Regions from separate parts of the Anser cygnoides genome. Here region 2 is linked to region 1. A link is a contact called in public Hi-C data. All regions are on one chromosome and are shown on one strand. The core of a region is the stretch at or near the end of the contact, and the rest is flanking DNA. Distances in the headings are between cores, read along the strand shown.

What was found. Hi-C and Micro-C count contacts between places; a contact is called where the count stands out from the background.
Region 2: a contact with region 1 is called in a Hi-C map of liver, with 2.2 times the contacts expected there. The contact joins the promoter of EIF3J here to the promoter of BLM in region 1. A contact is called at or near these places in 3 of 7 Hi-C or Micro-C datasets (granulosa cells and liver).

The regions. Positions count from the first base shown.
Region 1 is chr11:603,969-610,973 of Taihu_goose_T2T_genome, reverse strand. It overlaps BLM (BLM RecQ like helicase), which reads right to left and starts at 3,262. Exons shown (of 21, transcript XM_048046330.2): 1 at 3,047-3,262; 2 at 2,298-2,950; 3 at 1,314-1,503; 4 at 740-861. The coding sequence starts at 3,144. CTSH (cathepsin H) reads right to left here. Exons shown (of 12, transcript XM_067003748.1): 10 at 6,590-6,696; 11 at 5,090-5,215; 12 at 3,640-4,446. The coding sequence ends at 4,371.
Region 2 is chr11:833,718-840,722 of Taihu_goose_T2T_genome, reverse strand. EIF3J (eukaryotic translation initiation factor 3 subunit J) reads right to left here and starts at 3,037. Exons shown (of 8, transcript XM_067003848.1): 1 at 2,879-3,037; 2 at 2,686-2,789. The coding sequence starts at 2,903. It overlaps CTDSPL2 (CTD small phosphatase like 2), which reads right to left. Exons shown (of 13, transcript XM_067003847.1): 13 at 5,642-7,005.

The DNA of each region.
Region 1 (7,005 bases), core at 2,013-4,512:
GTAACACTATTTTTTATTGGAATGAAGTAACAAGAGGATCTCACTTTCTCTCCCAAAAGACAGAACACATCGTGTAAGTCTAAATAGTTTGCTTTTGATATATTTTAATAGCCCATTGGCATAAAGAAACTGCATTCACAAACTGCATTCTCTGTAAAAATACTGTTAAAATACGAACAAAGACACTACTTTGGCATTTATAAACAAAATTTTACATGACACTGGTACGGTCATAGTGTATTATAGCACAAACTGCATTTTTATGAATCTTGAGAGTAAAATCTGAATCTGCAGCTGTAGAACCATGTTGTTCTACACCTATACTCGGTAACTTTCTATTCTGCAAGTTCAACTCAGAAACCTATTACCTCAGTAGTTTCCAAAGTCAGCATCTGTAGGAATCAAACGGAAGAACTAAACCAGCTCAAACTTAGTGATGCATCTTTCTGTCATAGTGGACTTCGAGAACTGTTTAGTAGATGCGTGCTTTTAAGATCTGAAAAGGAGTTCTGAGCAGTAACCCAAGCTGGTGCTGACAAACCCAGAATCAACACAATTCTGAATCTACACGACTTATGCAACATCTGAAAATTCTCTACAAGACTCTGTTCCATACTTCCTCGTCCTCATCAGTTGTTATTAGAAAAAGCTCTCAGATTACATGGGATACATCGGAGAACAAGAAGTTGCAAACCATCACCAAAACCGAATGCATAAAATTTCAAATTATTTCACGTACCTGCATCCTCTGCCCTAGAATCACTTGCAGCAACAGGCTGTTTTGCTGTAATCTTCTCAGGCTTAGACTCAATGCCATTTGCTGTTGATCTTCCACCAGTAGGAGATTCTTTGAAAATATTACTAACGTTAAAACAAAAAGTCATTAAAATACAGAAACGCATTGGATTTACAGACATCTTACAAAAAATCCATAAAAGAACTTAATCTTTTGGACTAGCAGCATTTGAGAAAAAAGATAAATTTCTCATCTAAGTAACATCAGTAAGCTAACACCTAACTGTTATGTGCCAATTTGTAGAGATTTGTTTCAATAATTTTTTTTCCCTCTCACTATGACGGGAAAAATAACTCTGCTTTTTCTGAAGCAAAAGCCACATTTGTTATGACCAATGTGTAAGGTGTTTCAGAAGACATTAATAGCAGCTGTCAACTGCTAACCTGCCAAGCCAGAAGCAGTCAAAACCAACTCAAACGGTAACTTTTTAACAAGCGCTAGTTTCATATCTTTTTTTTGTTAGTTTTTAAAAAATCATCCTAACAACAGACAGCTTTGTCTATTAGCTTTGTTTTACCTAATGCTTTTTACAGATGGTGAGAAGGAAGGCAGCTCTTCTTCAGGGGAAGGTGGAACTACATCTAAGTAATCATCCTCTTCAAGCTCAATGTTTGCTAACAGCTCGTTGCTGATCTCATCCGTCTCTGGTTGGCTGTTTTTCTCACCGTTGCTTAGCTTCTGGCTTCCACCACTTTTATCAGTGGTAGCTGAAAGAGAAGTGTATTGATATTGTTGGGCAACACTGAAAACTCTTTCTGGTATAAACAGAAACACAACGGAATAGAGGAAAAAACTATTAGCCGTATTTCAAAACAATAGATTAATATAGTTTCTGACTTTTAAACAGCAAAGAAATAAATTGTCAGGAAACAGTGTTCAGTGTTAATCACTTGCATCAAGATGTTAATTTCACAAATAAGGACCAAAAGTTTCAAACCATAACAACTAAGAAACTTAAAACAGAAAAGCTAAGTGAAGCAGAGAGCTGCCAAAGATGCATACTGACTGACGGCCGTGAACTTTTTGGTCATAATTGATGTGTGGTTGTTTTTTTCATTTGTTTGCTTGTTTTTAAAAATCAGTACAGATCTTTTTCTGATTTAATATTTCTCATTGTTTCATTTAGGCATAAGTTGATTTTAGATCTCTTTTGTTTGAATTATAAAACTGTCTTATTTTTTTTTTCCCCCTGTAACATCTCTGCAGATTATTGGTACATATTTCTGGAATGCCATCTGGAAAGACTTGCACCTCCAACGGTACCATGCTACCTGCTGCTGCAGAGACAGTTCTCCACTATCTGCAACACCGCACATTTGCAAAGCACAGTTACCAACATGAAATCCACGTACCTAAGACTGCTGTCAGATAGGTGTGTGCAGCTCCCTCTGATTTCATTGAGAGCTCGCAAGATCTATATTTCTGAAAAGCGAAGTGTTCAGGTGTGCAAACGCAAACACGTTTTATTCTAGTTCATCGATGCTTTAAACTGACCCCTTACCTGTGCGAGCCTCTTCCCTCTCATCATCCAAAGTCACGTCAGTAGTTAAATTCTCCCGAAGATCCTCGCCCACAACCTTGTCGCTGCCACAGTGGACCGAGTCCCCGAGACAGATGACAGACCCTTGGGATGAGGGCTGCTCTTCCTCAGCGGGAGGCGTTCCTTTAGGCTCCCCAGCGCCAGGTTCTGGGGACGCTGCGTCGCCATTCACGGTCTCGGGCAGCTTATCGACACGGGAGCTCGGTCTCTGGGGAGCCTTGCAGGCGGCCCTCTGGCCTTTGGGGGACAAAACGGCTGGTTTGGTGAATCTCTTCTCGATGCCCGACAGGTCGAAGTCGTCCATATCGTCCCACTCATCGTCCGCGGCGACGGGGGGGCCCCCGAGCGGAGCGGGACCCCCAGCCCGGCCGGGAGCGGCCAGCGGCCTCCTGCCGGCCCCGACCGGCTCCTGAGCAGGGCGCCGGGACGCCGGGCAGGGACCGGGGCAGAGCGCGGCGGGGGCCGTGCTCGGGCCGCAGCCCCCCGCCGGGAAGGGCTCCGCGGGCCTCCTGCGCTGCCCGCCGGCCGGCGCCGCGTTCACGTCCTTGTCCCGCAGCGCCGAGCTCCCGCTGCGCTCCCTGCCGCACGGGGCGGGCTTCTTGAACGTGAAGCCCCTGGAAGAGAGGCGAAGGGCGGGCGGTCAGCCAGCCGGTCACCCAGCCCGGTCGGTCACCCAGCCCGGCGGCCCCCCGCCGCCCCCCGGTACTCACCCGGGCCGGCTCCGCGCGGGCGGCGGCTTGCTGAGGGCGCCGCGGGCCGAGTGCAGCTGCAGCTGCTCCCAGAGGTTGTTGTGCGGCATGGCCGCCATGACAGGACCGGGCGGCACCGGGCGGTGCCTCGCCTCGCCTCACCGCCCCTCGCCTCGCCTCGCCTCACCGCCCCTCGCCTCACCGCGCCGCCCCCCGCCGCCCCTCACCGCCCGCTCCCGCCGCGCCGCGCGCGCCCCGTCCCTCGCGCCCTTCGCATTGGGCGCGCAGCCGCCGCCCGCCTCCCCATTGGACGGGAGCGGGGGGCCGGAAGTGACGACACGGCGGTTCCGTCTCCATGGCGAGGGGATCTCGCCCCGCCCCCCGCCCGCCTCCCCCACAAAATGGCGGCGCCGGGCGAGGGGGCCGCGGCCCCCGTGGTTTTGGTAACCCCTGCGCGGAGCCCGTCGGAGTGACGGGGCCCTTTATTTTTTGTTTGTTTTTCAACCACGTTCAATCCATGTTCATGATCAGAAAGCAGCGCTTCCAATGTTAGCGCAGCATCTCCCACACGTGACCGTGCAGCTAATTAATTAACACATCTGTTAACTAGGGGGAAAGGTAGAGGTCGTTTTTATTCGTTTAATCAACAGTCAGGAGCGGGGGCAGCGGCAGGCCAGCACGAAATAACACACAAGTGCCCTCTACTGGCAAAAGGGCTTCTCACAGTCCTGCTTTGAAACGGCAATAAACTTTTTGCTTCTTCATTGATTCATAAAATCATCCATTCCCTCAATGCTTTCCTTAAAATAGCCTCATTTTTTCCATCTTTTACAAAAATACTAAAAACATTAAATGAGCACAGATAAAACTTAAAAATCACAGCACTCATCTTTCTCTAGAGAAAGGAAAAATTGCCTTCAGAGAAAAAAAGAAAAGTCCCCAGACGTTGCGTCTGCTGATTGAGAAACAACTGACACAAGGAAGGGGTGAGGTTGTGGTATGGCATCCTAACGTTGGGTGACGGCGTGGCATTTTCACCTTGTGTGCTCCTGGATCTCCCCCGCCCCTTGTGCTCACTCTCAGCGCAGGGGAGCCCGGCACACACCGCCTGCAGCCACGGGTTCTGGCTGTCGGTGCAGGAGCACGCTTGGTTTTGGGTAGGGAGAGCAGGCACAGATCTGCCTACCACAAGAAGCTTTGTGCAAGCAGAGGAATCCACCTGCACGTAACAAATATCAGCAGACTTCTTTCTTCTTCGTGCTTTCTTGATTTTAGCATTTAGAAATTCACACATGATCAATTATTCCTTTTTCTGTATCCACTTTCCCCAGCCTGCGCTCTCCTCTTACACCTGGGGAATAGGGTAAGATGCACAAGCAGCGAGACCACACATATTCTTGCCGCGTTCAATTAGGAAATACCTGGAAAGAGAAACAAACAGGTATGAGCGAGTATTCCCTGCTCCTCCAGCAGTCAGCATGCCTGACACAGACATACGGTGACTGCTGTCATGCGTGAGCTCCTTTCTCACACCAATGCAAAGAGCAGATACGTGTCACAGAGCTGTTATCTTCAGTAGGTCACCAGGAGATGCCATTCCCTGTCCCCCCACATTGCAAGCTAGCACCCAACTATAAAGTTTCACTTGTATCTGGAAATACAGAAGATATTGTGGAGCTGGAGTGAACTTGCAGCACCACCTGTTCTTCTCTGGCGGTGTGAGCACAGAAGAGGCACTGCACCACCGCACAGCTCCCGCAGCAGCCAGGTGCATCAACTGCACGGCTGGCCTGGTCGCCGGTGACCTCCCAGAAGCTGATCTGAGGGCCTGGCCTAACCAGTCACCCCAGACCGGTTTTCAGAACCAGCTCTCCTTCTTCACTCCCAAGGCTCAGATGATTTACCTGCCTTTTCACAGATTATGAAACAGCGGTGAAATTTCAGCCTGAGAGCATCGGGGTGACCTGGCAGCTCACGTGGGCAGGTGGAATCCCATGCGTGTGACATTCTTTTACCAGATACTGGGAGACCGTGATGTGTTTAGCAAAGCTGGGACCTCCTTACCCATCCATGCCCCACAGAGGGCCCCAAGAGTTCTTAACGATCCAGTAAGGAGTCCCATTTTCTTCTCCATACCCAACAGCTAGGACAGCATGGTTCACCTTGTCGGGAGTGTGCTCACATCGTGGGCTGCAAAAGAAAAATAATGCAGATTTTTTACATAAAACAATAGCCTGTAGTTAATCATGGATTAGCCAGCATTTTTGACTGCACTTCAACTGCAAAAAGAACTAATGGATACTCTGAACTTCCAGTTGTGGCGAGTAGGGAGGAATGACAAGAAAAGGAGATACAGCTCTGTTTTCTCACTCAGGAATTGTTACCGGCTGTATGAGGGGTCAGGGTGTTAGGCTATATGGACCTTTGATCCTAGCACCTGGTCTGGCCTTTTGTTCGGAATTAACAACAACATTGTCACACAAGAACAACCTACAACGCACACACACACACGCAAAAAAAAGCGAAGGAATTTTTCCAATGAAAAACAAAGTTCTTAGTGCATTTCACATGCTGCACAAGCAACAGTGAGCCCCTCAATCTCACTACACATTTTCTTGCATTTCCTTTGCACTTCCTGTTTTTAAATTGCACTCAATGAAAGTTGCTGCCTTGCTATCAAGACAACACAAGGCACAAGCTCCCATCTCCACAAATACTGTCTTTACACAATTTCAAATTGCAGATCACTAAAAGATCAATAACCACCACTAAAGATTTACTCTTTTTGAATCCATTAACAGTTGGTCTGTGGAGCACAGGCTGTAACCCCTGGGACACCACTTGTTCTATACACTTGCACTTTCAATCTACCTTAGACATGGTAACTTTACTTGATGTGTTCCTTAAACTGGAGTCCTATTACAACGTATCTTGCCTGTCTCCCTGCTTTCACACCCTACATCTGCCTGTTGCTGGCAGTCAACTTTTTTAAGTAAACACTTACTGTGTTTATTGCAACAGCAAAGCCACTTGAATTCACGACACTGCCTGCTCTTTCCCTTGCAGCTCCCTGGGGCAGATCACTCATGCTTAGACTCTTCGTTTAATTTTCCCTGCAGTTCTACGTGACTGGGGATTCATTACCCTAAAGCGTTTTTCTAGTTCTCTCCAAACATGCACTTTTCCCATTTCTTGCCTAACAGAAATCTACCCTGTCACCATTAGCTTCCACAGTCTTCCTAAGGTATACTGATCCGCCCTTTAAGTAGCTTTTTGCCTTTGCTATAGACCTGTGTTTCAAACACAGCCTGGCCTTGAGGTCGGACTGGCTCCCAGCAGTAAACTGTCTGCAAGCACACTGTTCCCTCTTCCTCACGCTGCCCTCTTACCCCTGGGAAATCAGCATTTCAAGGCTCAATTTGCTTATATTTTCAATTTTCTGTTTAAAAGGAAATGCAAGAATACAGTCCAGCCCCGTGTCCAGTGCCACAAAGAAGGAGAAATGGAGATGTGAGCGATTCAAGCCCCTCTTCCTTCTCACCCTCCAGGCTCAGAAATACTCACTTTGAATAGACTCCTTTTCTGTAGTGCATGAAGTTACTCGTCACCTCGAATGCAAAGCTCACCGGGTTGTACTTCCCCACAGCCTCCACCATGCCAGCCTCATCGTACTGCAAGAAGAGGATCCCAGGGTCATTTATCTCCTGGTTACACTGGGACCAGTCACGATGCCCCGGACCAGCAGTCAGAGCACAGTGGCCAATCCTGGCTTTCTGCTCACGGGCAGAAATGTGCCTCTCCTGGGCACTGAAATACAAGAACCAATAATTTCTTATTTTCTGGAGGTGCACCCACTGTGGAAAGGAGGCAGACACCCTACTGCCTGTACATGACTGCAGCACTCCACTGGTGCCACCTTCAGAAAAGGGAGCAGCAGGACTTTTAGGGGAATTTTAGTAGCCCCCACAGGCGCACTCAGG
Region 2 (7,005 bases), core at 1,788-4,287, 230 kb before region 1:
ACACCAGCAGCCTTCCAGCCAGGCTAACGCCATCTCGCTTCTTCAAGCTGTTTTTATTTAAGCAACAGAACACGATTAATATATTGGAGGTGATTTTGCTTTCTTTGCTTTTTCTGTTTTTGTTTTTAACTGGCAGCGGGGTGGAGTCCCAGTTACACCTATTCCTGCGTTTTATAAATTTCTGTGAACACTTGGAGGAAAAGAAAATTAGTACTGAATCTTTGCGCTGAATACTAAGTGATTCAAAAGAGGACACTTATTGCACAATATATCCACTAATGTAGCATAAAACTTTGAAGTATTTCAACAATGCTCATTTACACGTACGTAACTGAACTAAGGGCACTGAAATCATCTTCCTTTTCAGGTAAATAAACCTGCGATGAGAGTAGCTCTCACACTTTCATATGCACTTTGAACACATGAAAATGCACATTCTCCCCCCCCAAAACCAGAAGACATGATTTGAGAATGACAGGGACTCCACTATTGCGATTCCCAGTTGTACCTGGGCACCCTCCTTCACCAAGGCTGTTGCCTGTGTAACAAGCAAATTTCCCAGTTTTGGCTTTGTTGAGCAAAGAATTGCCCAAGAGTAAATAGATGAACGCTCCCTGGCAGGAGGCCCATCTTCTGGGAAACTTGTGTTCTGGTAACATTTGAGAGTAGTTTTATTACTTATGAAGATGCTAATTTTAAACCTGGGGAAGTCAAGATTTCCTGAACTTTAAGTTACTTTAGGTTCATTACCAAAACAACTTCAGAATAAACTCCAGAATCTGAATATATAAAAAGCATTCCAAAACACAGCATGCCCGTGTTAAGACAAACTACGCGGAAAACACCTTGTGCTTATATTTTAGACCACGTAATTTTTCTTCTGCAGGAACTTCTCCAGGGCTGACCCTGGCAAACGAGGTGTCCAAACAAACCTGAGCTACCTCCCTAGCTCAGCTCTGAGATCTTGAGCATTTGTAAGTAAGAGCCAACTGAAACCAAACAGGACAGCTTCATCTGCTGGATGGGTCCTTCTCTCCAGACGCAGCTCCAGTACTAAAACTGTAATCCTTCCGAAAGGGGGAAGTAGTTGCATTCTTGGTACATGGGGGAAAACCTTGTTCTTTTATTAGAACGGCCATAGGAAGCACAGGTGTCGCTAGGGGAATGACAGCTCGCAGTCCAGTTCGCTTGGACCCATTCCATCACAGCAGGAAAGTTTCCCACTTTCAAAGAAAGGAGGAAAAGCAAACTTCACAAACACAGTAGGTCTGATATATTCGTACATGTGCACAAACATATAAAGATTAAATACAAATTTCTATACAGACACACAGTCCCACTCTAACCACACTTTTTACAAATGACTGCAGCCACTGCATACAGAGATACCTCCACTTACTTTGCCTGCTGTAATGTGACATCTGTGATAACTACAGGGTGTGGGCATCACTAAATTCACAAAGTAAAATGGACAGCCTGTAACTTACAAAAAATACATATTTTTTTTAACAGATGAACTACTCTTTTCACACTACCTATAAAAACAAATACCCACCCTGAACTCCAAGGACAACTGAGTCAGTGTTTTTCAGAGATTCTGCTAACGCAAGCGCAGGCTAAATAACAAAACGAGCAAGTCCTCACCTAGTAAGCAGCAATTCTCTAGTTAGAAAGCTTCATACCTGTGACCGTAACGGAGCAAGCAGGTCGCCTGGTGAACCACCAGGAGATTGCCTAGTATCTCAGAAGCTTGATTTGAAACAAAAAGGTGTTTTGCAGTTTACCTATTTCCATTCCTCCCACTCTTCAAGCACCTTCCTCGTACATTTCCTGACATTATTTCGCTCCCTGTCTGCACGTACGCTAGGCACACTGAGGTTTCTGTGTCATCCACCACCCAGAAACCTGGCTCGCTAGGGGACAGCTGGAATTACATGGAAGAAAACAAACTTTTAAGGAAAGTCAGCTTTCGTAGGTATGAGAAATGAACACCCACACGCTTTGACACCAATTCCACGCTGACGTTGCTCCTCAAATGCACCAAAATTCACTTCCAAACAGTGCCTTAAGCAAACATATGTTAAGCGACCTACTGAACGTGACACGGCGCAGTAACACCGCCGCACTTCCCAGCTGCGGCCGGGGCCTGGGAGTGGGAAAAGGGGTGGCAGAGACACGCTGCCACAGCCCAAGCTTCCAGCCAGCAGAAGCAGCAGGGTTACGGTGCTGCTCTCACTGAACCCAGCCCACCGGGACGCCACGCTCAGGGCTACGATGACCGAAAGCGAGCAGCCACCAGCAGCCAGCCGCCCGCGGAGCAGCGCCCAGAGCCCGGCAGCAGCGGGGGGGGGTTCCCGGGCCCCCCCTCTCGGCCGGGCCCCCCCTCACGGCCTTGCTGCGGCGCGGGGACCGACCCGACCCGCCCCGCGGGAGGGCCGCGGGCAGCGCGGCCTCAGCTTCCCCCGGCCCCCGCCCGCCCAGCGCCGCCTCCCGGCCCGAGGGGCCGCGGGGATCCCCCCCGGAGCCCCCGATCCCGGCCCCGGCCCCCCAACATGGGCCCCTCACCGCCGCCTGCCCCGAGCCGGGCCGCGCCGCCTGGGCCCGCGGCCCCCTGAGGAGCGGCACCGGATGGCAGCGGCACGGCCCCGGCCCGCGGCCCCCAGCCCTCAGCCCCAGCCCCGGCACCTTCACGTCGTCCTCCTCATCCTCTCCGGCCCAGCGGTCGCCGGCCGCCACCCCCGGCACCAGCCGCTTCGCCACCGGCTCCACCACCTCGAAGCTGTCGGCGTCTGTGGGGGAGAGGAGAGCGGGTGAGCGGCGGCGGCGGCGGCGGGGGGGAGCGCGGCGAGGCCCGGCGGGGCGCGGGGCCGCCACCTACCCCACGAGTCCGCCTCCGCCGCCATCTTCCTGCCGCGGGCCGCGGCCGCTCCGCAGGCGCCGTGAGTCAGCCGCACCAGAGCGGCCCCAGCCAGCGCCGCGCGGGGCACGCCGGGACGGCGGCGGGATGCCCGCCCTGCGCCCCGCCCGCCGCCGGGGAGCGCGACCCGCCGGGCCCCGCCCGGCGCGGCGGAGGGACGCCATGATGGGAGGGTAAGGGAGAGGGGGGCGGAGCCCTCCGGCCGCCATGATGGGAGGGTAAGGGAGAGGGGGCGGAGCCCTCCGGCCGCCATGATGGGAGGGTAAGGGAGAGGGGGCGGAGCCCTCCGGCCGCCATGATGGGAGGGTAAGGGGCTGTGAGGAGGGACCCGGCCGCCATGATGAGGGGAGGGGAGGGCGCGGCCCGTGTCTTCCTCACGGTCGGGGCCCGGCCGCCGAGCAGCCCCCGGGGCCCCGAGCGAGCTCCGAGCCCCGCTCCGGGGGCTTCCACCGCGGCCCGGCCTCGCTGTGCGCGGGCGGGCTCCGGCCGCGACGTCCCGCGCCCGGCGCGCACCGCGTGAGGCGCCCCCGGCTCTCGCAGTCCCCTCACAACCCTTCTGTAAGGGGTTACAAAAAAGGCAAAAACCAAGATTTTTACAAAGGAGAGAAAGCTGTTGTATGTAGCAAGGAATTAATCTAGGAGTAGCCCTCACATCTGGGCTGAATTTATTCCCTTGGCCCTGCTGCAGTGGAAAAGCCCACGCCTTTTGAAGATACTTCACGTGTTAAAAATATTAATGGCACAACTCAGTCAGAGCAAGAGGCAAAGAATGAGAAAACACTAGACCGACGACTGCTAAGGTTCTTCACAGCTCTGCAGGCTGTCAGGATGCCTAAGCCCTAAGCGTGGCTGAACTGGTTCCTGCTGGGGTGAAAGCCGCTCCTCGTCCCCTTCAGCGGCGTGGGGGCCGCCGGGGTGGCGCCGCCTGCGGCCCTGCCTCCTGCAGCCCCGCCTCGGTCCTGCCTGAGCAGGATCTGTGCCCTCTGATCGCGTTTAGCAGTAAGGACACGACGACTGGTGCCGCACGGAGGTACCTCGGCAGCATCCCTCCTACCCTGCTGAGAGAGCCCAGCACCAGCCGGGGAGCACCGCTGTGCTAGCTTTGATGCGGTCTTCCTACAAGAACCCGGCTTCTGGTGCAACATAGAAATAATGTTTAATTTACAGGTAGATTGGAGATTAGAAGAGGATCAAGAGCCACAAAAACTAGAAGTTCAAACCTAGCGATGAGCCCTTGGTTTAATGTGGTGACACACAACAGGTTTTCCACTTTTCTTCTTTAGAGAGGCCAGAATTCCACCACCCCTACCCCCAAAAAAGTAATAAAACCCAATCTTTTTACGGTTATCAATACAATTGGTTAAAGACTCATCAGTGCCAGAATTAGGATGCTATGGTAAACCAAATTCAGTTTCAGTTCAGTCAACTCGTGCCAGGGGATTACACAATTTGGTTTATCGTAGGCTTGCAAACAACAGTTTGATAATTTTAAATAGCTGCAGGTAATTAATGAATTATTCACAGAGTTTTCATAACATTTTCTTCAGCAATGGGACCACTTTGTTTTCTAATAGGCTTTCTCAGTACTAAAATTTCTGTGCTTCAAACATTATGCTCCCCAGCTGGGAATAAATGCACACGATGCTGTGACCCCAGGAACGAGGAGGGGCCTTCGCAGGCCTCTCAACGATTATAATTGAATGCAACGATTATAATTGAAAGCTCACTGGATGTGAACAAATTGCTATGGCTAATAACTGCTTCCTACCCTCAAAAGAGCAGAGAGAAAGTATTCACAGGAATTGACTGACTTTCTGCTCCTGCCACTCCACCTCATGGAGACAACAGAGACCCAACTGTCAGGACAAGGACAGCTTAGCTTAAGTCACAGCCTGAATGGGCAGCCTAATTCTGAAAGAAATAGGTCTTACTAATGAGGTGTGTTCCAGATTCATCTGGATTCATCTGGAACACAGATGAATGTTCCTCTAGCAAGAAGAAGATCCTCTTGTGTTTGCTAGAAAAAAATATGACTTCCAAATTTATCATCCGTTTTTTGTTGTTACCCATTTACCAGGCACTAGAAATAACATTAGAGACGTAATTATAGATCAAGTAGTGTAGTAAGTTATATCCTCACCGAATCTAAACAGTTTCATAAGCTCAAGTGTGCTGTGAGGATAATTATGAAACTACTAGGAACCGTGAGATGACTGGGAACATATTAATTGTAAAAATATATATTTACCCAGCACGTTTAAATTTAAGCGTTTGGATTAAAACAAATAAGTATTACTCCCATTGTATAGACAAGGAAATTAAGGCACAGCTCTCTGAGTCAAAGGAAGTACTACCTCCTAGGAAACCAGGCAGTTCTCATTTTGAAAAAGTCTAAAGGTTTCTGCTTAGGAGGAGAAACAAATGCAAAGGAGACGGATCAGGCCTTGTGGTAATTTTACAAGATATTCACTGCATTACATATTGAAAATCGGGTTCAAAGCAAGACCGTCTTAATCAGCTGTAACAATTTCAGTCCATAACCCACTTCTATTCTTTTCTTGGTCTCCAGTACCCTTAGCTTTTAAAAAAGCATAAACACCACTTGTTTCCCTTTGGTTTTAAAGGCTGAAAACTGACATGAGAAATGTCTTGCTTTACAGAAAACTGAGTCTTCAATGAAGTCTGATATCAGCTAAAAATCATAAAAACAGTAACTAGAACATAAATATTTAATATAAATCTTTATGGTTGTATATACTAGAAATGATGGCAAAAGAAACACAAATTTGTAGAACATTGGTTCTCTTCCAATTGTATTTTACAAGATTCAGCCTATCAGTACAATGACATTTTTGCAAGTATCAAAAAAATAAAGCAAAACAGTATTACATTACACGGTCAAGACAACCAAAATAGTGATGTGCTTAACAGAATCTATACAAGTTAATCTTTAGTAGGTCATCCTTGCTTGCTTCCAAACAAAAAGTTGCTGTCATTTTTTTTTACATTTTTATTTTTTTTACAAAATTATGACCACTAACTAAGAAAATGATGCATCTATGCTACTTCTCACCAGCCATTTATCAGCTTGTTTAGGATTTTATTTAAGCATCAACAATCTATGACGCGAAGCTGAAATTACATGGTTTTGGTGTAATTGAATCTTTGAGAGTAGTTCTTTAACGTCTTAAGAACTTTGTTCTTCAGCTGAATGACTTTAATGTGACAATTATATTTCCAGAAAAAGCGTCTTCCCATGAACCTTCCTTTAGCTTCCACTCCACAGCAGCTTTAACTGATCTTCATTACTCTCGCATGCTGTTTGCAGCAGGATCAGCTCCCTGCACAGCTGCGTGCCCCAGCGCAGGCAGAAGGAAGCGGCTAACACGTTACCTGGGGAGAGGAGAGGGAAGAGGGAAAAGCCTCCCAGAGCCAGCTCAGCCTGAGCTGTTGCGGAACTACACCCTGCTGCTGTAATTCTAGGCTTTCCTTTCAGTCTTCACATTTCAAATTCATGCTATTCACAGAGCGGATTTTAAAGTCCCTTTTTAGGGACTCAGAAACGAAACACCTTCGATGGATCAGTTCTCCCAGAAACAGGAATTTGTCCTCTAGAATCGGAAGACGTTTACCTCGTCTCAGGAGGTGAAGGCCATGAACAATGAGCCGTGCGCTGCTGTCTGACACTCACGGTATTGCCCAGGTGCCACGCGCCTATGATTTCTTTATTTCATCTTTGTATCAGTCTTTGATAATGAGTTTAGAGAAGCTTAATGGAGCTGACTGATTGAATCAGCATGACTGCAGATCAGATCAGAGGTACCACCTGCCTGCTTTGCCACATAGATCCATACAAGTCCTTTCACCAGAAAAATACTGAATATTTAACTTGAAATTCTACTTACAGTGGAAGACTTAATACAATAGCGATTAGTTTCTCTTTGTACCTGTCAGAACAAACTTGTCAAACTGTGCTGATACCATTCTAGTAAGTAGAGTGTGGTGCTTTTTTTTTTTTAAATTGGCAATATGTTGTGAATGTTTACTTTCCGGCCTTGACTTTCTGAAATGCATTACGTTATAATTTA